Regions from separate parts of the Mus musculus genome. Here regions 1, 2, 4, 5, 6 and 7 are each linked to region 3. The links are chromatin contacts, called in public HiCAR-type, HiChIP or PLAC-seq and promoter capture Hi-C maps. All regions are on one chromosome and are shown on one strand. The core of a region is the stretch at or near the end of the contact, and the rest is flanking DNA. Distances in the headings are between cores, read along the strand shown.

The links. Promoter capture Hi-C pulls out the DNA fragments that hold promoters and counts their contacts. HiCAR-type assays count read pairs that join an accessible place to other places. HiChIP or PLAC-seq counts read pairs in DNA pulled down with a chosen protein or histone mark. Capture Hi-C pulls out chosen DNA fragments and counts their contacts.
Region 1: a contact with region 3 is called in a promoter capture Hi-C map of adipose tissue, with 4 times the contacts expected there. The contact joins the promoter of Zbtb20 here to the promoter of Atp6v1a in region 3. A contact is called at or near these places in 4 of 39 promoter capture datasets (the 3T3-L1 cell line, cranial neural crest, liver and 1 more), 2 of 484 Hi-C or Micro-C datasets (cardiomyocytes and muscle stem cells), 1 of 115 datasets of contacts at active chromatin or transcription factors (astrocytes) and 1 of 9 other capture datasets (adipose tissue).
Region 2: a HiCAR-type map of astrocytes shows a contact between it and region 3, with 8 times the contacts expected there. The contact joins the enhancer-like site here to the promoter of Atp6v1a in region 3. A contact is called at or near these places in 9 of 39 promoter capture datasets (the 3T3-L1 cell line, cranial neural crest, embryonic stem cells and 5 more), 1 of 484 Hi-C or Micro-C datasets (Sertoli cells) and 7 of 115 datasets of contacts at active chromatin or transcription factors (astrocytes, embryonic forebrain, embryonic limb bud and 4 more).
Region 4: a contact with region 3 is called in a promoter capture Hi-C map of pre-B cells, with 3 times the contacts expected there. The contact joins the promoter of Btla here to the promoter of Atp6v1a in region 3. A contact is called at or near these places in 1 of 39 promoter capture datasets (pre-B cells) and 1 of 115 datasets of contacts at active chromatin or transcription factors (thymic regulatory T cells).
Region 5: a contact with region 3 is called in a promoter capture Hi-C map of neutrophils, with 5 times the contacts expected there. The contact joins the promoter of 4932412D23Rik here to the promoter of Atp6v1a in region 3. A contact is called at or near these places in 15 of 39 promoter capture datasets (the 3T3-L1 cell line, 3T3-L1-derived adipocytes, the C10 cell line and 9 more), 13 of 484 Hi-C or Micro-C datasets (B cells, CD4 T cells, CD8 T cells and 8 more), 7 of 115 datasets of contacts at active chromatin or transcription factors (astrocytes, double positive thymocytes, forebrain and 4 more) and 2 of 9 other capture datasets (adipose tissue and liver).
Region 6: a contact with region 3 is called in an H3K4me3 HiChIP or PLAC-seq map of embryonic forebrain, with 4 times the contacts expected there. The contact joins the enhancer-like site here to the promoter of Atp6v1a in region 3. A contact is called at or near these places in 4 of 39 promoter capture datasets (embryonic stem cells, hippocampal neurons, liver and 1 more) and 2 of 115 datasets of contacts at active chromatin or transcription factors (astrocytes and embryonic forebrain).
Region 7: an H3K27ac HiChIP or PLAC-seq map of thymic regulatory T cells shows a contact between it and region 3, with 8 times the contacts expected there. The contact joins the promoter of Plcxd2 here to the promoter of Atp6v1a in region 3. A contact is called at or near these places in 5 of 39 promoter capture datasets (the 3T3-L1 cell line, liver and pre-B cells), 1 of 484 Hi-C or Micro-C datasets (CD4 T cells), 2 of 115 datasets of contacts at active chromatin or transcription factors (regulatory T cell precursor and thymic regulatory T cells) and 2 of 9 other capture datasets (adipose tissue and liver).

The regions. Positions count from the first base shown.
Region 1 is chr16:42,906,308-42,909,007 of GRCm38.p6, reverse strand. Zbtb20 (zinc finger and BTB domain containing 20) reads right to left here and starts at 1,363. Exons shown (of 11, transcript NM_001285805.1): 1 at 1,287-1,363. All of the region lies in intron 1 of Gm19522 (predicted gene, 19522), which reads left to right.
Region 2 is chr16:42,189,019-42,191,718 of GRCm38.p6, reverse strand. No RefSeq gene overlaps it. Among named protein-coding and RNA genes, the nearest start is that of Mir6540, 110 kb to the left of the region's middle. Within about 2 kb of position 1,353, at least 265 of the 459 cell types and tissues checked have an H3K27ac peak or open chromatin away from gene starts, as enhancers often do. A contact at or near this core is called in Sertoli cells, astrocytes, embryonic forebrain and 5 more, where this site is marked.
Region 3 is chr16:44,137,824-44,140,523 of GRCm38.p6, reverse strand. Atp6v1a (ATPase, H+ transporting, lysosomal V1 subunit A) reads left to right here and starts at 1,265. Exons shown (of 15, transcript NM_007508.6): 1 at 1,265-1,562. It overlaps Naa50 (N(alpha)-acetyltransferase 50, NatE catalytic subunit), which reads right to left and starts at 733. Exons shown (of 5, transcript NM_001347239.1): 1 at 413-733. The coding sequence starts at 420.
Region 4 is chr16:45,222,953-45,225,652 of GRCm38.p6, reverse strand. It overlaps Btla (B and T lymphocyte associated), which reads right to left and starts at 1,316. Exons shown (of 6, transcript NM_001037719.2): 1 at 1,192-1,316. The coding sequence starts at 1,300.
Region 5 is chr16:42,874,307-42,877,006 of GRCm38.p6, reverse strand. It overlaps 4932412D23Rik (RIKEN cDNA 4932412D23 gene), which reads left to right and starts at 1,420. Exons shown (of 4, transcript NR_040521.1): 1 at 1,420-1,575. It also overlaps a transcript of Zbtb20 not described here.
Region 6 is chr16:42,268,216-42,270,915 of GRCm38.p6, reverse strand. The region is part of intron 2 of Gap43 (growth associated protein 43); the gene reads left to right. Among named protein-coding and RNA genes, the nearest start is that of Mir6540, 34 kb to the left of the region's middle. Within about 2 kb of position 1,420, at least 62 of the 459 cell types and tissues checked have an H3K27ac peak or open chromatin away from gene starts, as enhancers often do. A contact at or near this core is called in embryonic forebrain, where this site is marked.
Region 7 is chr16:46,009,058-46,011,757 of GRCm38.p6, reverse strand. Plcxd2 (phosphatidylinositol-specific phospholipase C, X domain containing 2) reads left to right here and starts at 1,345. Exons shown (of 4, transcript NM_001134480.1): 1 at 1,345-2,064. The coding sequence starts at 1,902.

The DNA.
Region 1 (2,700 bases), core at 114-2,613, 1.2 Mb after region 3:
TATCAAACATCTCCTCAGATCTGCATTCATTTCCTATCACTGCTCGTGTATATTCTGAAAACATTTATGTTCCTCTCTGTCTGACTTAATTTTTATCAGATGAATAAAAGTTCTGCTTTTGCACAAACCTAAATAGAAGTCCATCTAAAAGTATACTTCACATCCACCTTATTTAACTACTCCTTGAAATTTTGAAAAAGCACTATTCTAGAAAATTCCTCAACAATGCAAGCTGGTTTCAAGCATAGCTTTTTTCCCACCATGAAAAGAAAAAAGAAATAAAAAAAAACCTCAAATACATATTTGCAATAACAAATACATTATTTATGGACTCAAATATGTTAAGGGAATACTTACAGTTGTTGCACAAAATGGCCTGATACACTCCATAGCTTCCACTTTGTTAAAAAAAAAAAAAATGTAAAAAGGCCAGCCTCCACTCCTCCCTCCCTAAGCATAAACAAGCACTAACATACTAAAAGGAAACTATCCCAGGATAAAAACTTCTTGTTAAGAAAGTTTATACTCTTACTAACCACAGTAATACCCATATAAATGCAACAATCTATCTATAAAATAAAAAGTTAGAAAATAGCCACAATTTCTTTGAAACTATAACCCCCTGATGCACTATTTCTACATGTGTAGTAGCAAAAAAAAATAGTTCCTTGATTCTTGCCCACCCTGAGGGGCTACCCTTCACCTTATGTCCAATGTCATCAAATAAACATGCTAGCATAAAGTATGCAACCTGCTTAAAGGATCTATACTGTAAATATGGACTTTAAACTTCAATGTAAAACAAAGAACAAGAGTCTCATTTTGGTAGTACCCACACTGGCACTGCAGCTAAAACTCACTGGCAAATAACTAACAAAATCCAGTTAGCAATAAATAAGGACAACATGATATATAGACAGACAGATGGAATTGCATAAACAGACGAGAAAAGCAAAGAGACAAACATACGGAGGAGTTTGTTTTAAAAGAGTGAACGATTCTGATTTACTCATTACTTTAGTAAGAAAAATAGGTTTGTTTGTAATTATTTTTAAACTAATAAAACTGAATCACAAGGTCACACCCTTAAATAATTAAGAAAATTAGTACAGGGTAGGCCTCCTATAGATGTTCCAAAATTCAAACTAGCATTAGCTCTGTCAAATTTAGATACAGAAATTAAAATTCAGGAAAGAAAGCCTAAAAGCACTGTGGAGTAAATAAGATGATAAATGCAAGGGGACTGAGGAGGCAGGGTTGTTTTTATGAAAGTTGTCTGCCCCTACCTTCTTCCCCAGCGCTGAGTTTCTCTTCTCATAATCGGTGTCTCCCTGGAAGTACAGTGTGAGTGGTAATGACTGCCTGCCTCCCTAATGAGTCCATTTTCCTGCTCTTGATGTTGTGTATATACACACACTGCAACCTACCTTACAAACCACAGAGACGGGAAGAGAGAGAGAGAGAGCAAGAGAGAGGGAGGGGAAGGGGGGCAGAGAGAGAGAGAGAAAGACAGAGACAGAGCAAGCAAGCCAGTGAGAGAGAAAGAGAAGGAGAGAGAGAAAGAAAAACAGAAAGAGAGAGAGAGAAAGGCACAGACAAAGCCCTCCTACCAGACAGCAGACAGCCCTCCTTCCCCTACCCAGGAAAACGCAACTCGTCTAATGCAGCAACAGGTTCAGCATTGCCAGACTAACAGAGGGAAAAGGTATATTCTCTATAGCATTACTGCTTGCAAAGAAACAGTTTAAGAGCAGCTGGCTCCACCTTCTTTATTTATGCTCCATTATGAGGAATGTATTGTTTCAGCTCTGGCACACAGTACGTGTGTAATTATCATAAATACATTTTTGCATATTAGCAGGAAATAAGGAATTACATAGCTTATTTGTGCAATCTTTCAAATTTATTTTTTGAATGTGAGAAAAATGTCAACAAATCTGCTCTGACAAAAGCTTAGTAATGATTTTAAAGTCAGAGCTGTCTTAAAGGAGACTGTAAGAAACAGACTCCATACAATAGGAAAACTGATCTCAGGCAAAACTGGTAACTGCAAAGAAGAAATCACTGTTCAGTAAATAAACCAAGACCATAAACAAAACTATAAGACAAAAACAGAATTAAGTTTAATTAACTTGCTAATAGGCTAGTACCCTAGAAGAAAGCAGACTGGTTTCTTGTTTGAAGCATCCAGCTACACAATGCAATGCAGTCTGTATTAACAGGTGCAATGCATTTAATACATAGTATACCAGAGAAATAAACCTATTAGGAGTTACCATTCAAGCAAGACAAAGTTCTATACAATATGGATCGGAAACTACAGTAAATAACCTTTCATCTTTTATTAGAAGTAAAAACTAAAACTGGTGCTTTTAAATAAACCTTCCTTGAAAGAAAAAAATGAAACTCTTTATACTATACCTTTAACCAAATTTTCACATGCACTAGCTCCAGGAAAATAGTGCTGGTTATATTACTGGTCCCACCACATGCTCCTCATAGCCTTTGCTAACTCCCAGGTGCCTTTTCTAAAGTGGTGATATATTTTCAGCTTTGGGATGATGAACATCAGAAAATAGAACTGGTTGGAAGTCTCTTTTTTTTTTCAAAACAACTCCTGATAAACCAAACTAACTAACTATCTATCTATCTATTTATCTATATATCTGAGTATTGTATCTGTGTAGATGCCCATCTTCC
Region 2 (2,700 bases), core at 104-2,603, 1.9 Mb after region 3:
TTCATAGAAACACAGTGATCTCTAGCTCCAACGTGTGACAGGATTGATCAGGTGAAAAGCAGTCCCGTAGAGGGGCTGTGCAAACGGCATAACAGTCCTGCAACGGCTAGGAAGCCATTTCTTCCACGCTACAGGAGCACCAGTCCCTCGGGTGGGTCCCACTTCTGACCATCCTTGAGAAGCAGTGTCTGGAGATATTTCCTCTGGGAAAAGCTGTAACGGCAGACTGCTACACCAAGATCCTCATTCTTAAAGCACTATTAGCACAGGAGGAATCCTGTCTAAAAGCAGTCGGTCGAATAATTCTAATCCTTTAAAAGCTAATAAATAAATAATTAAATAAATGAAGAGCCGTCTGCTCCGAGAGAGAGAGAGAGAGAGAGAGAGAGAGAGAGAGAGAGAATGAGAATCAGGCCTAGTTACCTTCTTTGAATGGAAAAGGCACCTGTGTATTCTCACAACTTAAAGGCAAGGAAAATGCGGGCAGTTAATTTCTTAACTAACCTTACCTCATCATATAAAAGTTGAACACCGTTATTTTACTACCCGTCTTGTAAAAGCAGTGCGCACCTGGCTCAGAGCCGCCAACAAATGGCTATTACTCTGCCATCATTGTGGTCTTTCTCTCCATCCTATCCTGCTTTGGAAATTTATTGGAGGGATCAGAATCTCTGTGGGGCTCCAGACTCTCAAAGTGTGCTTGCTTAAGGCGTGGTGGTATGTGATACATGGTGTGGGGTGGGGTGTGTGTGTGTGTGTGTGTGTGTGTGTGTGTGGACTTGTGTGTCCAGCCACAGAGAATCCTCAGGTTGACAGAAGCGTTACCGCCATCTGCTGCTGAATTGAGCCTACTGCGATTTGCAGGAAACTGAACCCGCAGGGGAAGAATGTTAATCAATCCTTCCCCTACACGGAGCCTGTGGGCTACTTCTAATCTCGCCTGTCACCCAAAAGGCCAAGCAAGCTGCTGTTTGGATTCACAGTGACCTGGCTAACAAAGATGAAGGCTCCAGCTACTCCAGCTACCTGGGAAGGGGACTGAGGAGCTCAGGAATGTGACCCCCTTGCATCGCAGGCGGGGAAGAGCTGGGGCAGGGAAGCAAAGGGGACCTCGGTAGGCTGCTGGGCTCCTAGGGGCTCCCCCAGCTATGCTTCTTGATGCTCTGATCGTAACGGCACCACTGGCTCCTTTGTTTCGGGAAAAGATCTATCTGTATTGGCCTGAGGCAGACTTTACCCCTCCCGCTTGCATCAGGAATCCTTTGCTTCTTCGCCGCGCCCATCCGTGGACATCCAGGGAGCAGGCGGAAACCTTACGCGGCTGTCAGCAGCGGTGATGGGTGACGCCAAGAGAGCAGCCGCTGGCGCCCGCCCTCCAAGCACTTCCTGCCGCGCTGGATGGCGGTGCGGGCTCGCTGGCGCGCACCTCTGCCCCCTCGTGGCACGTGCAAGCATCGCGGCTTCGCAGACGCCACAGCCCACCCGCACCCGAGGCGGGGCGGGGACACTGGAGTGCTTTTCATAGGGACTTTTTTTTTTTTTTTTCCTTTCGTTTCCATTCAACTCCTGGCATCACAAAAAGGGTTTCCAGGTTCACTCAGTTACTTATTAATGGCAGAAGTGAGGGTGGGTGAGGGGGATAGAGCGAAGAAAGGAAAGAGACTAAAAACATGTTTGCGGCGAGGAAAGAGAGGATTAGGAAAAAATTGAACGATGTTAAGAAGGGAGAGAGGCAAGGTGACAGTGACGAGAGACTGGAGTGACAGCAGAGGTTGTGGGAAGAATACAAGGAGCAACAGTTTGGGGGGCGGGGGGAGGCTGCTTCCGCTCAAGAAAAGGAGGGCGTGACATCCGGGAGAGGTAAAAGCTCATTTTGATGAAGTGAACCCTGTGAACATTTCAATATGCCTCTCTCCTAGTTTACATCCCATTTTGGTTGACAGCTGCTGAAAATGAGTTTCCATCTTTCTGTCTTGTTTTAATATTCTCTTGTATCCCACATCTCTGAGATCATTAGAGGCAGAAAACAATTATGTCATCCATCCCTGTGCCTGATAGAATCCTCAGGCACATGCTGGCTTATTAACTCCAGTCTTTCCCTGCCACCATCAGCCGCATCTTTTTGTTCTTCTTCTGATTCATGCACAGTCACACGCAATCTCTCCCCCTCACGGCTGATCTCTATGGACTCACGGACCCTTAGGGAAATACAAGTGTAGCTGCAAAGAATCCAATTGCATGTGACAAATACTTTTCCAGGGCTTCTGCCACCTATTCGTCAACAACAACAACAACAACAAAAAGTAAAGCTAACCTGTAAAAGCCACAGGGAGTCACAAACAGTGCTTCTTTGGAGTCACATCTGTAGCCCTTGACTCCTCCCTTTTGTCTTCTTCGACACAACAAAAGGAAAGAGATTTTGCTGGTTCTGTGTTGGCCTGATCTCCATGCAAGCTGTAAAAAAGGTTGAAAGGAATTTTCTAGACACCAGCCTTAGTCACTACTATTTTGCCAACACTGTTGAATTTGATTCCAAAATTGGAGAGGGAGGTCACATTTCAAAAGCCTGGACAGGATGATAAAAACTGTTTTGGCAGAAGATTAATCGTTGCAGATGGGTGTGGGCAGTGGTGCCCAAACTCATTTACCATAACAAATGGTTTCATGAAAATGTTTTGGTCAATACAGCTTATTTTACCA
Region 3 (2,700 bases), core at 16-2,515:
AAGGTTCTGCACGGCCCACAAGTCTTAAGAAAACCCGCAACGTGTCAAAGCCCGCGGCCACAGCGCCGTTCCCGGATCTGGAGGAGCACCTTCAGGTGGCTCGGTGGTGCGCTCCCGGGAAGAGGCCCCCGGGCGCCTCATTCCTCCTCCCCGTGATCTCAGGCGGTGCACACACGTGAAACCGTGGACTCGCGCCCTTGCCTCCGTCGGCCCTTCAGCCCGCCAACAGCCGGCCTAGCCTCCGCCCCCCTCCGGGAGCCGCGGGACCGGGGAAGCCCGGCCATGACCCTCCGCCCGGGCTTCGCGCGCGTCTCTTCCCCGCAGCGCTCTCCCTGTCCATCGACCCACGCCCCTCTCCTGGGCCCCGGCCGCCGGGGTCCCCCCCACACCCCCGCCAGCTGCCCTTCCTCACCCTTTCATCTTCCCCGTCTGCTGAGGCCGTCGTTACAGCCGCCGCCAACGCCGTCGTCCTCGTCGCCCGGAGCTCTCCGCCCGCGCCCTGAGCTCAGACCACTCAACCCCACACGCCGGTCTTTTGGCTGAGAAGCCAAGCCAGGCCCTGAGGCTCCGGGAGACGCGGGGAAATCTGCCGCCGCGCTGCCGCCGCCGCCGCTCCTCCACACGTGCACTCGGGACACTCGGCTCCCGCCCGCAGCTGCCGCCAGCCAGACCCGCCGCCGCGCTGTGACCTTTCACCCCGCCCCTCAACGCGCCGGCGCGGCCGCCGCGTCGCGCGCAGGCGCAGTGCTCCGCGCCGCCAGGATTCCCCGCCCCCCGCTCTCCAGGGGCCGGGCCTACGGCCCGCTAGCTCCTCCCACCCTTTGCGACACTCTCTAGGGGATCTGGCTTGGTAGGCTCCGGCGGCAAAATCCGGATCTTTCCACCCTTCTCTCGCTTTCAAGCCAGCAGGATCAGCCTTTCCCGCCCCCCACCCCGATTCCTTTCTAGCCCTCCAGTGACCTTCAAACCCTCTGGCCGACTAATAGGGTTTTGTAAAACGGATTCTTCTCAATGTAAGAAAGCCCATGGGAACTTGCAGTAAATGTGTTTTAAATTCAAAAGGTAGTGATGGGTCCGGATAACTTGGCGATCCTCCAGCAGGCAAACCTCACAGGGTTTTTTTTTTTTTAAATCACGTGATAGGCTTAACGTCTTCCAGCCCAGGATTTTACTGGGGCCTTAGAGGCGGGACTCATGGCCATTTCCGGTCCCTAGAGCGTGACTTAGCGTCACTTCCTTAGCAATGCACTTTAACCCTTGCCATCCTCGTCTTCTGTACTGTAGTTTCTGTAACCCCCGTCATTGTAAAAAAAAAAAGAAAAAGAAAAGAAAAAGAAACTAACGCTTTTCTGAAGTCGCGGAACCATTCACATCCAAGGCGGTCCGCAAAGATTTAAGCCTGCGAGACGCGGCGTGACGGGCGAGGGGAAGCGGGGTGGGGCTTGAGGACACATGACTAGCTAGGACTGGCCCGCCTCCTGCAGCTGAAGACTTCCCCTCTCTCAGTGACAGAGCCTCTGGGTCCCGTCTAGGTACACTTTCTGCATTTCGAGCCCGGGCAGGTGAGGTGCGACAGGTAACTCGTGGCTGGTGGGGACGATTGACAGGGTGAGAGCAGATAGGGTGTGTGAATCGCGGCCTGCGGATGCTTGGGGCTCCCTTTCCGTTGTCCTCCTGCACGGGCGAGGAGCTCATTTCTGCTAGACCCCTGGCCCTTCACCATCACCGTGGTCCATTGACTAGGGATTATGATGCCCACCTTTTCCCTGGGTTGAGAGCGAGTACGGCCATTATGGTTCCCTATTTGGAGCCTTTGGGGCTGATTCAGGTGGTAGGATTGTGTTAGCTATTTCTTGGGGGTCTGCAACAACCGACGGATCCCATTCCCCTAAACTCCTTCCTTGGGAAAGGCCATGGCCCGGGTGATCCGGATGGTAGGAAAACCCCGGGAGGCAGAGGCGTCTCCGGTGAGACAGGCTTGGGAGGGGATGTCACTGAGATGGCCCTCACTGCAGAGTCACACTGAAGGGCTTTCCCCACAAATGTGCGTTCTCAGTGATCCTAAGGGTTTGCCGACATCCTTGCAGAGGTTCAGGGAGTCTTCAGATGAGACTGGAAGGGTAAGAGCGGGCCTTACACCTTTTTTTTCGGAGAGAAGGTGGTTGTACTCTCCTCAGAACAGGGTGTTGGTAATGCGACAGTCTCGGTTGGTTGGGAAGGTGATGAAAGGTGGTGTTGCCTTGTTGGGCTGGAGACCCAGACTAGCTTATGGGAAAGTGACGAGGTTTTCCCGAAGGGGAAGTAATTTTACGGAAACTGATCAGGCTGAAAACATCATTAATCCAAATCCATGTGTGTATAGTTTAAAGACTAGAAGATCGAGTCTAGACATTACTGACTTCATGTTTTCTGCCTGTGGGTCATTCCTTTTTGACATTTCTTTTAAGTCCTACATAATTGCCCTTCCCAGTCAGTTTAAAATTTGTGAAGTAATGCTTGTGCTCTTAATTCGCTTTTGCATTTGTTAAAAAATTCAAGTGACCCTTCTCAGACTTGAGAGTGCATAATATTTTGTGAAAATACAGAAATGGTTTTGCCTAGGGTTACCCAACCCTTTGTACTCCATTTTATGTGCACCGTAGTAGCCAATGTTTAAACCTCAAACAATGTACTTGACTGAAGGAATGTTCTTCAGTTTGG
Region 4 (2,700 bases), core at 67-2,566, 1.1 Mb before region 3:
AACTGCTAGGTATAATTATATATTTTTTAATGAAGAAAGGAAAACTAAGAAAGGAGAAGAAACTTAACTGAGTTCATAATGTAAGTAGCAGAGGGAATAAATACTCCCACCTGATAACCAAGTTTCTGTGCGTAATAAATACCAGATTATAACATACTGGGTAGAAGAATATAATGCGAATTACAACCCCAATTGTGCTATAAAATTAAAAATATTTCCTTTGTTTCACAGAGTCCAGTCTGCAAGAGGTCCCTTAGAATTAAATAGAATTAATATTTGACTCCTCTTGTCTTTCAGAGGTGGGTAATAATAAACAAGGGCTTGAATGACTAAGAAGAAGTTCTACTCTGCTCTTGGCTAGGTGGTCTTGTGACATCAGATCATTGAATCCTAAACCTCACAGTTCCAGATTTCAAGATGACATTCCACAGGACCTCAGTGGTTCTATTTTTCAATCCAACACGAATGTGCCCAGTTGCTACACGTGTGATGGTGGAAGATAAATAACCCAAGGATCCCAAGCATTACAGACCTTGTCTTCATAAACTATGGAGAATTGTTTCCTATTTTCAGTTGGCGACCATTCACAAATCATCCTGTCCAGACAAACTAAAGCGACACTCATGATTTACTCTTCAGCCTCACATCGAGAAGCCTGCTTAGTACTCTCATAGTACACCCCACAGTATTCTCATAGTATACCCCACAGAAAGAAGGAGGCAGTCTATTTAGATTGAACATTATTTGAGTGTAACCATGGCCACAGCTATAACCACAAGTATCCAAAAGCTTTCCCACCCCAGTAAGCACTACAACATCCTGCTGACATCTGATACCAAGACATGAACGTAACAAGTCTTTTCTGTTAGCATGGCAGCCACAGAGAGTTTTGTAATAGTGACAAATCTGTACTGACACATTTATAACATCTGCTCAAATCTCTTCACTTACCATCAGGACCTGGTTTTAGGAAACTTAGCTCCAGCTATGGATCAGTTTTTGCTCTGTAGCCAGGTGAGTAGCATGTCCTAACTTCACTCACATCCTGGAGCGTTTTCAAGAAGCAAAAGGGACTCATCACTCTGAGCTATATATGCCCTGGACATGAACATCCCTCTCCACAGAGCAAGCTCAACTATCACTGACAGGAACCCCGAGGAAGAAAACCAGCTTTCTTAGTAGGTCCCTTACCATTCCTCTTAGTAGCTTTCTCACAAAGGATGCTCCAGAGGCCCAGATGGAGGATGAAGAATTCCCTAAATAACCGAGGAGTCCCAAGCATGGCAGGCACTGTCTTCATTCCCAGCACGTGTCAGGTAAGGGCAAACTTCCTCTTCCTCCCTAGAGATCTTCAGAGCTGGGTCACGTTATTCACACTAGCAGCATCTTAGGCCAAAATAAATTAATTAATTTAAATCAAATCAGGAGACCTGGTGGGAGAGGACAGTGTGAGTAGTCCGAAGGATTTGTGAGAGCAAGAGGCCCTGCTGTGGTTTTGTTTCTGATCCGACCTGCTGTTCTCTTTCAAGCCCTCTGATGTGCAAAGCAGCTGGCTCCTTGCTTCCGCTCTGCCACCATTCTTGCATAACCTTGAGGTTTTTCTCAAAGTGAACAATTAAACTTAAAAAAAAAAAGATCTAAATTGTTACAGTCTTTAGGTTTAGATTCTGATCAAATCAGGGTCAGGAAATTCATACAAAAAGTACCTATGGTAAGCATATATTTCCCCTTTTTATAGTTTGTGATTATGATACTTCATCAGTGTAATGTATCTTACAACCCTCCCCCCATGCTCCCATAAAGGCACAGTAAGATGAGAATGTTCCTTGTCATGAAACCAATGAAGACTTATCTGACGTTATGGAGAAAATGACTGACAGGGTGCATTTCATCAACAGAAGAGGGAAGGGCCTCCTTCTTCAGTCTGTAGATGCCTATCAACGGAATACATGCTTGCCGTTAGTACTAGCTACACGATCTTCCTAAATATTAAAGTTCTAAGCAAAATGAGCACTTGAGTGCCAATTAGAGGAAACTTTCATTTTCCGCATGCTTTATGTGGTTGTTGTCGAGATGAAGCAGTAAAGTAAGAAATGGAAAAAGTTCAAAATTGGATAGCTCAGGGTTGCTGAGGGGCTGTGGGCACGCAGCCCACGTTCAATCACTAGCTTATAACAACAGGAATTTGGTAATTCCAAATGGAGAGGTGGCACCTGTGCAGTTTAACTCATTGAATGAAATTGAGAAATCTTTCCCTCAGAGGCTAATGGTACCCTTCCAAGGCCAAACTCCATTTAGGGTACCTATTGCATATTTGTCCAGATAAGCCACAGTGGCTGGAATACCAACATGAGTGAACGCCGCTCCAGAATTTAAGGAACTCAGCCAATCCATGCTGATGCTCACGCACCCCTGGTACGCCAGATGATACAGGTAGTCTGCAGAGCTCCTAGAATCTGCACTGTTGACCAAGGAAGCACCCTGCTTATGGTTCATTTTATACAACTCATCCCCCTTCCTTGCTCAGAATGGGGTGCAAAACTCCTGTTGGCAGTAGAAACAAGGCTCAATGTACCTCTAAAATAGCCTAAGAGGTTTCGAAGAAAAGCCTTGAATCACCACCCATCCTAAAGCTCGAGATATCATCCAAACCACAAATAAACTCTGTCAACTCCAGACCATCATAGTTCTCTAGTGGTT
Region 5 (2,700 bases), core at 171-2,670, 1.3 Mb after region 3:
AAAAAGGTAACATGTTCAACTTAAATCTGGGCCAATGATTCTGAGGACTATACCATCAGGTGCAGGCTTCCAAATGTTTTCCCATGCCATTCAGATTTCTGCTGGAGAACTGTCTTGCTTCTTCAGACCTGATTTGACCCGGTTCGGAGTAAGAGATCATCAGATTACCGAGCTAGGTAGCGTAGCTGTACGCCATATTGTGTTTTTCGCTAATGTTTATAGTCTGTGTGTGTGCCTAGCATATGCTTGTGCAAGTGTGTTTATCAATACAACTTTTACGAAATCCCTGCCTCCTGCCTCTTCTGCATCCTTAGGAAGGGGAGGGGCTGAAGGGGGACACTGAGAGCCCCCCACACAGGGAAAAGCATTAAAACAATTAGAGGACCACATTTGAATGAACTTCAAAACCATACTCCTGTATTTGGGGATGGGGTAGGTTTTGTTATTTTGTTTTGTTTTGTTTTATGTCTCAAGGTATGAGAGAGCGTTAACTTTTTTTTTTTTTTTTAATGTTTCGGAAGGGGCCCAAAGGCTAAAGAGAGGAGGACAGGGTTCAATCCTTGCCAAGCCCCCCTGTCTACGGGTGAGAGCAAGGCAGGCTGGGCTACGCGCCCAAGCCCGGGTTCTCCGAAGCCAGTTCTCTGCGCGGGAGGAAAGCGACTGGGAGGGCGGAGGGAGGGAGAGGAGAGGGGCGGGAGCCGGCGCCGCCAACAGCTCCGGAGCCCCGGCCGGTGCCCCTCAGCTCCTCTTCTGGGAAGCCGCGACTCCAGAAGCGGGGAGGAGAGACTAGACGCAGTGGCAACGACCGGACGCCCCGCCCGGGCCAGCGGCGGACCCTCCCCGCAGGGTCGCGCGAGGCCGCCGGGCGGGCGCGAGGAGGGGCGGCGGGAGGGCGCGCGGGGCGGGGCGGGGCAGAAGCCCCGGGCTGCGGCTCGGAACTCGCGCCACGGCCCCACCCCGCCCCCTCCTCGGCGGCCCGTCACCCCCGACTCCCCGCGACTCGTAGACGCCCGGCCGCGCTCCGCACGCACACACCCCTCCCTCCCGCCCGCCCCACAACAAATTAGAGTTTTTGGCGTTACCTCCTCGCGCTCTTTAATCTTCTTTCCTCAACTCCTAAACTTCCCCCCGCCCCTACTTCTTCGGCAGAAGGCCCACATTGGGCGCCCGAAGCCGCGAACCTCTACCTTGTCCTACTATTGGGCGGCTCGCATGCCACTCGCTGCTTCAGCTGACCAATAGCGTTTGGACAGCCCTCGTGAGGTTGCCGCCCATAAACAAAATGCACTCTTCCTCCTCCCCTCCGCGGCTCCTCCCCTAACTGCCCCTTCTCTCATCTCTGTCATCTTTGATTGGCCTAGGAGACACCCAATCCGCTATCTCAAGCATCAACTGGTGAGCGGAAACTTCACTCAGAGCAGTTTTAACAGTCTATTGGTCAATGTTCTCAACTCTTCCCGCCCACCAGCGCCCTGTGTAGAGAGGCCAGCTGTCTCTGGTTATTCAGTGATCCAAGAGCTGGGAAACTATTGGTCGACAGAGGCCGTCAGACCGGACTGTAGTGATCGGTGATTGGTCAGTATAGGCACGATCAAGTTTGGTTGTTTACTCCTCCACTTCCCCACCCTCCTTTTCATCCACGTCCCCGCCCCCTCCTGACTGCTTTTACTTTCTACGCATTTCTATTTCCTCCTTTATTTATTTATTTGTGATAAACTTAAATGACCCGAGGATAGAGGCGGGACTCCAAGAGGGGCTAGAGGATGACGGGCGGCGGCCCGGGGCCAATTGTCGCGGGGACTGCGGGGTGAGGGGCAGCGGCGGCGGCCAGTGAGAAGCAGGTGTCTGCCGCGCGCCGCCTATGGAGCCGGGATGCCCCAGCGGAGGCGGCGGTTACCCGCTGTCTGGCTCGCCCAGAGGGGGAGGGGAGGGAAGGGGTTCAGTGCAGGGAGGAGGGGTGTCGTGGTCACGGGCAGTGGATGTCCTAGCGAGCAGGATCCTGGCGGTGGGAGGGACCGCTGGGCGGGAGGCGACCTGAGGCCCAGGGAGACAGAGAGGCGGGAGCAGTTTTAGGACTCCCAGGGAATGTGTTTCTACAGAAAAATACCGTGTAAAACCGTCTGCAGAGAGCCGCCCTTAATATCAATGAGGATTTATTATCCTACCGGAAAAAGCAGATTATGTTTCTTATTACTAAACGCCTGAAGTACTGACGACCCAACTGAAGCCCACAAAATTCAATATCCTGGGAGCTAGAAGGAATAAAGCAACACGGAAAATTAAATGCAGTTCAGATGCTTCAATAAAACCTTCATCTTCATCCATTTGTCACTCAGCATAGTACTCCCCAGAGCCAAATTCTAACAAATACTGGTCAGGCAAGGGCGGGGTGGAGGAGGAAGGGGGTGAGGCCTGAGGCCAGCAGGAAGCCAAGGATAGATTCCTGAAAAGAATTCCTTAAAAGGACTAAGATGGAAAAAAGAATGGCTTTTCACTCTACAAAGAAAAAGAATTCCTGCCAAAATAAGAACTAATACTTTTTAAGGAGCTTAATTTGTCACGAAAGGGATTTGTCAGAAACACCAACCATACAAAGAAACTGTATTTGTAGTATTGGTTATTAATACAGAAAATAATCTTATAGATTATAGACTTGAAAAATAGATTCTGGTAGACTTGAAGTAAGTTTAAGCCTGGATT
Region 6 (2,700 bases), core at 171-2,670, 1.9 Mb after region 3:
GCCAGCCCTCCTATAATTGTCAAAATCTTGTCTACAGTGACCTCCTATTTTCCAACAAGGCCCCGCCTCCTGAAGATTCTGCAGTTTCCTAAAATACTATTACCATCCGGGAAACAACTATTCCAGATGGACTCCTATGAGAGACATTTTAGATTCAACACATAAGTGTTGGTCATCATCTATAGATTAAGTTTAATGTTATCTATTAGCGATGCCTGATTAAAAAACACCTGTGAGCCGGGTGTGGTGGTGCACGCCTTTAATCCCAGCACTCGGGAGGCAGAGGCAGGCGGATTTCTGAGTTCGAGGCCAGCCTGGTCTACAAAGTGAGTTCCAGGACAGCCAGGGCTATACAGATAAACTCTGTCTCGAAAAACCAAAAAAAAAAACAAAAAAAACAAAAAAAAAAACCACCTGTGACCTAGAAAACAGCAGTGAACTCAGTGAGTGTTCCTTTAGATGTGGACTGTAGTTAGGAAAGGTGCCTGTGAAAAGACAGAACACTGAGGCCAACAATGAACCTCGTCTGTATGAGTTAGGGGTAAACTCTGATGAGCAAGGACTGTGGGTCGCATTTATGGGTGGCTGCATTTAGAGAGTGAAGAGATGTAGCCAGGGTGTGAATTGGGACGGAGAGGGTGATGGGAGAGGCAAGGGGTGAGAGCTTCAGTGCAACCTGAAAATCCCAATCCAATAGGAAGCTGTGACAGCAGGGACCAGGGCGCCAGCAAGGGACTGGAAAGCTCCCGAGTCTGTGGACCGAGACTTTCCCATGACAGTAGACTTCGTGTGAATAAGAGAACAAAATACCGTTGTGTGGTTAATAGTTTTGTCCTAAACTGGAAACCTATCATTCCTTAGTCAATTCTTGGCATAGTCACCACCTTCTCTTAGTCAAACTGCTGCCTAACCCTGACATATAATTTGGGTAAGTGGGAAGAATACAAGTGTGTGTGTGTGTGTGTGTGTGTGTGTGTGTGTGTGTGTGTGTGTAGAGCTGTGATTAACTGTCACTGCTGAGTACTTGAAATGTGGCAGCCATTCTTGGGGATTTCCTACCCCCAAGACTTGGGTTGATGCTTCTCCATTGAGTCTGTTGACTGTGGTAAGCATTGGCTCACTAAAGTACTTCGGCACTGGCAGGAGGTTGACAGGAATATAATCACTCCAGCTCAGCTATTTGTCTTTAGCAACCTGTGTCCTGACACCTGTTGGGAACAGCAGATTTATAGCTTGTCACCATGAGTAAGGTGTTTGAGAGAAACTGGAACGGGCTTAATGTTACCCTTTCACAAAATACTTTTGTTTTCCCTTATTGTGTCCCATGTTATTGTAACACCCTGTATCTATTCCATCTATCCCAACCCTTGTCTGCCTCTCCCCACCACCAAGCTCCCACCCAGATCTCCAGAGAATCACTGCTACTCAATCCATCAGCCAAAGTTAGTGGGTTCCCATGGCAACCAGGCAGCTGGTGTCTAGACACTCAGAGAGAAGCTTTGCAATTGAACTGCAAATCTAGATTCTAACACACCCTCTCCTCTCCCCCCCACCCCTTTCCTCCCATTTCCCTTTATTTACAACAGGCATTAGTGCCAACACTGGCTGAGGTTTCCTTTTGACAGACCATTAAAGGAAGGAGGGGGAAGAGAGAGCAGAGCTGGTGAGAAACCCAAATGTACTGTCTTGTCATGTCAGTTCAGTAAGAGGACAACTGAGCTGACAGGCTGATTGCATTTGCTCTTTTTTTTTTTTCTCACGAAGGATTTTATTTAATTAAAATATTTTAAATTAGAAAACAGTGCCACTAGTCCAATGGGAGATATAAGCATCTTTAAAAGCCAATAAAAGCCTTTTCAGGGTAAGGCTACAGCTGATACACAGGGGTGAGGCAGAAGTTTTCACTGGCAGCAGGCAATCAATATAATTTCTCTTTCTATGAGGCTCGGGGGGAATTACATGTCTTTGATATTATAGGAAAATACAAGAAAGAGCTTTAAGTGACACCTCATATCTATAAAAGTCAAGTTGAAATCTTTATTTCTCTTGAGGAAAAGAAAAGCTGTCCTTAACAACCAGGGTCTATTCTGGTTTTTAGTCTTTGTCGAATTCTCCTGTGTATATAAACATTTTACAAAGCACAAAAATTAGGCAAAAGTACTTTTTATAGGACAACTAGGAGTGAGTCTGAACACAGTCTAAGTATAAACAATGTCCAAATACAAAATGGACAGCTATGTCCTTAGCCCGGTTGCATAAACAATTAGGTTTTTGTACATGATATTCATTGAGGTGTCCAGTCATAAAACTACCCATCCTTGACATGACTCCAATGTGGAACAGTGTTGGGCTTCCTTGCATTCATCTCCACTTCACCAAACACAAACTCAAAGAAATAATTTCTGATTCTTCTGAGATGTCTCTGCATGTTTTCATGGTTGTGACCTGTCAATAATCCCTGAAACTCCCAGCAGTCTCTGGATAGAGAATGTTGATGCTCCATCAAATTTCTTTGTTCCCTTGAATGAAATGTATGAAAGGTATTTTCTCATATATTTTTATTCCATACTGTGTGTGTGTGTGTGTGTGTGTGTGTGTGTGTGTGTGTGTGTGTGTGTATCAACTGAATTTTGAGATTACCTTCTAAAATCTTATTTTTAAAAAAATCACCTAACTTAGAAAACAAAATTAGGGCTGAAG
Region 7 (2,700 bases), core at 96-2,595, 1.9 Mb before region 3:
ATGTCTTTTATGAGAGTTGCCTTGGACTTGGTGTCTTTTTACAGCAACGGAAACCCTAACTAAGACAGGTAGCCTGGGATACAGGGGTAAAATGGAGGTCATCTGGTGATTAAACGACAGCTGCCCTAGGGTTTTATACATAAACTCCAGGAGTTTTAAGAGTTCTGGCCACTGTTCTCTTTTCCCCTAAGGCCCTCCTGAGTCTCTAGGGTCCTTCTTGCTATAAAAGGCTACCTTAATTTAAAATTTTTTAAATAAAATTATCTGTTTGCCAAAATAGTATTTTTTTATTATTTATTTTATTTTATTTTTATTTTTTGCAAAGTATGCAGGTCAGATCTTGGAGGTGGCTCAGTGAGTAAAGGTGCTTACTGCCAAACTTGACGATCTGAGCCCCGGGGACGGTCTCAAGGAAGGAGAGAACTGGAGTAATCTGTCCTCTGAACTGCACACATGCATGTTCTCACAGAAAAACGCATACAAGAAATATATAAATCTAACTACAAATTTTAACTAACAATATCGGATTATAAAACTCTGTACTACATTTGAATACTATTTGAAGTGGGAACAGTTCAGGAAGCAGAGAAGTGGGTCTGTGTTCTACAGACCGAGTTAGGGAACCTCATTTCAAAATGAACTTTGCACAGACTGCCACCACGTGACCTGCCTCAGGCTGTTTCATCCATTCGAGGAAGTGTATCAGCAACTCTGAGTCTTGTGGTAATGCTGTGAGGAGCAGGTGAGACAAATAATTCAAAAGGTTTCAAACAACAGCAACAGGAACCCAAAGCACCATTATCTCCTCCTCTGTGAAACGGAAATAATGGCACTGGCCAGTTTCAGCGGACTGTGCAGGAGAACTGTCAGTTTGCATTGTTTCAAACACAAACCTGCTTTGATGCTGCCATCTAAATAGGAGCCGCAGCAGCACCTTTCTCTGGCCTCTCTAGCTCTCCTGTTTCTGCTGCTACGGTGGTTTGAAAAAAAAAAAAAAAAAAAGTAGCGCGTTTCTGGGTAATTTTCACCGCAGTGAGAGTAAGGCCGAGGGAGAGAGGAGAAACCTTTGAGGTCGCGTCAGAGATCTACAAGAAAAAGATCAATCTGAGGACAGCCGGCCACGGTGCACATCTCCCCTTCCGGAGCAGCAGGCCGCAGCCCGACCTGTCCACTCGCTACCCCGCTGGAGTGGAGAGGGGAGGAGCTAAGAAGCAGGGGAGGCGTGGGAGCGCGATGTAGGGGCGGGCCCTCAGAGCGTTGTCCAATCAGAGAGAATCCCGCCAACGACCAATCACAGCTCGCCTAGTCTGGCAAATCTGCCCGGCAGTGCGGGGCGGGGCCGCCAGAGTCCCGGGGCTGCCGGTTACTCTTCTGAGAGCCCTTCAGAAAAGCACAGGGCAGTGGGCAGAGAAGCCAGGGGGCGGGGGTGCAGGCAGGCCCAGCCTGTGTACCAGCCCGGGGAAACCCACGGAAGCACCCATGAACAAGAGATGGTGCAACCCGGGTGCGCACGTGTGTGCAGCCCGCTGGCACGTCTCTATGCCCTGTGGGCACCTGTCGTGTGAGTAGCTCCGGGTGTGGCTGTTCCTGGATGTTGTGGGTTTCAGGAAGGTTTGTATCTTCGGGCCTGCCTCCCCCGTCTCCAGAGGGGAACTAAGAAGTTTAACTGACCAGGGACTGAGGAGATTAAAGGAGTGGATCTCAGTGGCAAGGCGAAGAGGGTGGGGACTGCGGGAGCAGCAGGCAGGGGAGCACCTATTTGACCCATCTCCCAGCTAGAAAAGGATCTTGAAAAGACTGGCGTGACCCATGTGCTCTGAAATGTTTAGAGAGCCCCGAGCGGTGATGACCACAGAGTGAGTGGCACTAGACTGAGCCTGTCTAAATCGTGGACGACAGGGATGCTTGCATTTAGAAAGGCCAGAAGGAAACTCAGGATGGGTACCATCTGCTCTCCCAATCCCAGCGGGACAAAGACAGCCTCGGAGGTCTGCAATGCCGACTGGATGGCCTCGCTCCCCGCTCACCTCCACAACGTCCCCCTTTCCAATCTGGCAATCCCAGGTATTCGTCTATAACTACTTGTTCGCACTGTGTTTAATGCTGCCATTTTAGTGTTTGCTAGTGGGTTGGTTGTTTTCTGTTGTGTTGAAAAACAATTGTCAGTGATCTCTTTTTATTTCCAAATTAAAAAAAAAAAAAAAAAACTTAACAGGAAGGTAGCTGCTGTAAAGAGAGTCAGTCAAGCCGACTGCATCACTGGCAAAAGGGACAGTTGAGAGAATGGAATCACTGCGCTGTTGTTTTGTTGTTTTTATTTTGTTTACACCATACGGCCTCAGTCTAAGAATGTTAACCATCTTGATGCAGAGGCCTGGGTATGTGAAAGGCTCGCTGACTTGAATCATTTAAGGGAAAGGGGGAGAGATCAAGAATAATGGGTAGAAAGTCCTTAACAATCTTAGCTCTGGGTCAACATTGAAGCTGAAAAGAATATTTTTCTCATTTATCTGACCTTTCTTGAAAACAAAAATCAGATAAGTGTTAGAAAATAGGTTCAGATTCTAGGCTGGGCATCAAGGCACATAGTTTTGTTGTTGGAAATGCCAGAAATAGAGGATGCAGTCTGTCCTCACAGGCAGTCATTAGGTGTGATGAAGTGACGGTGTTTGAAGCTTTGTCTATATATACACAGGTGTC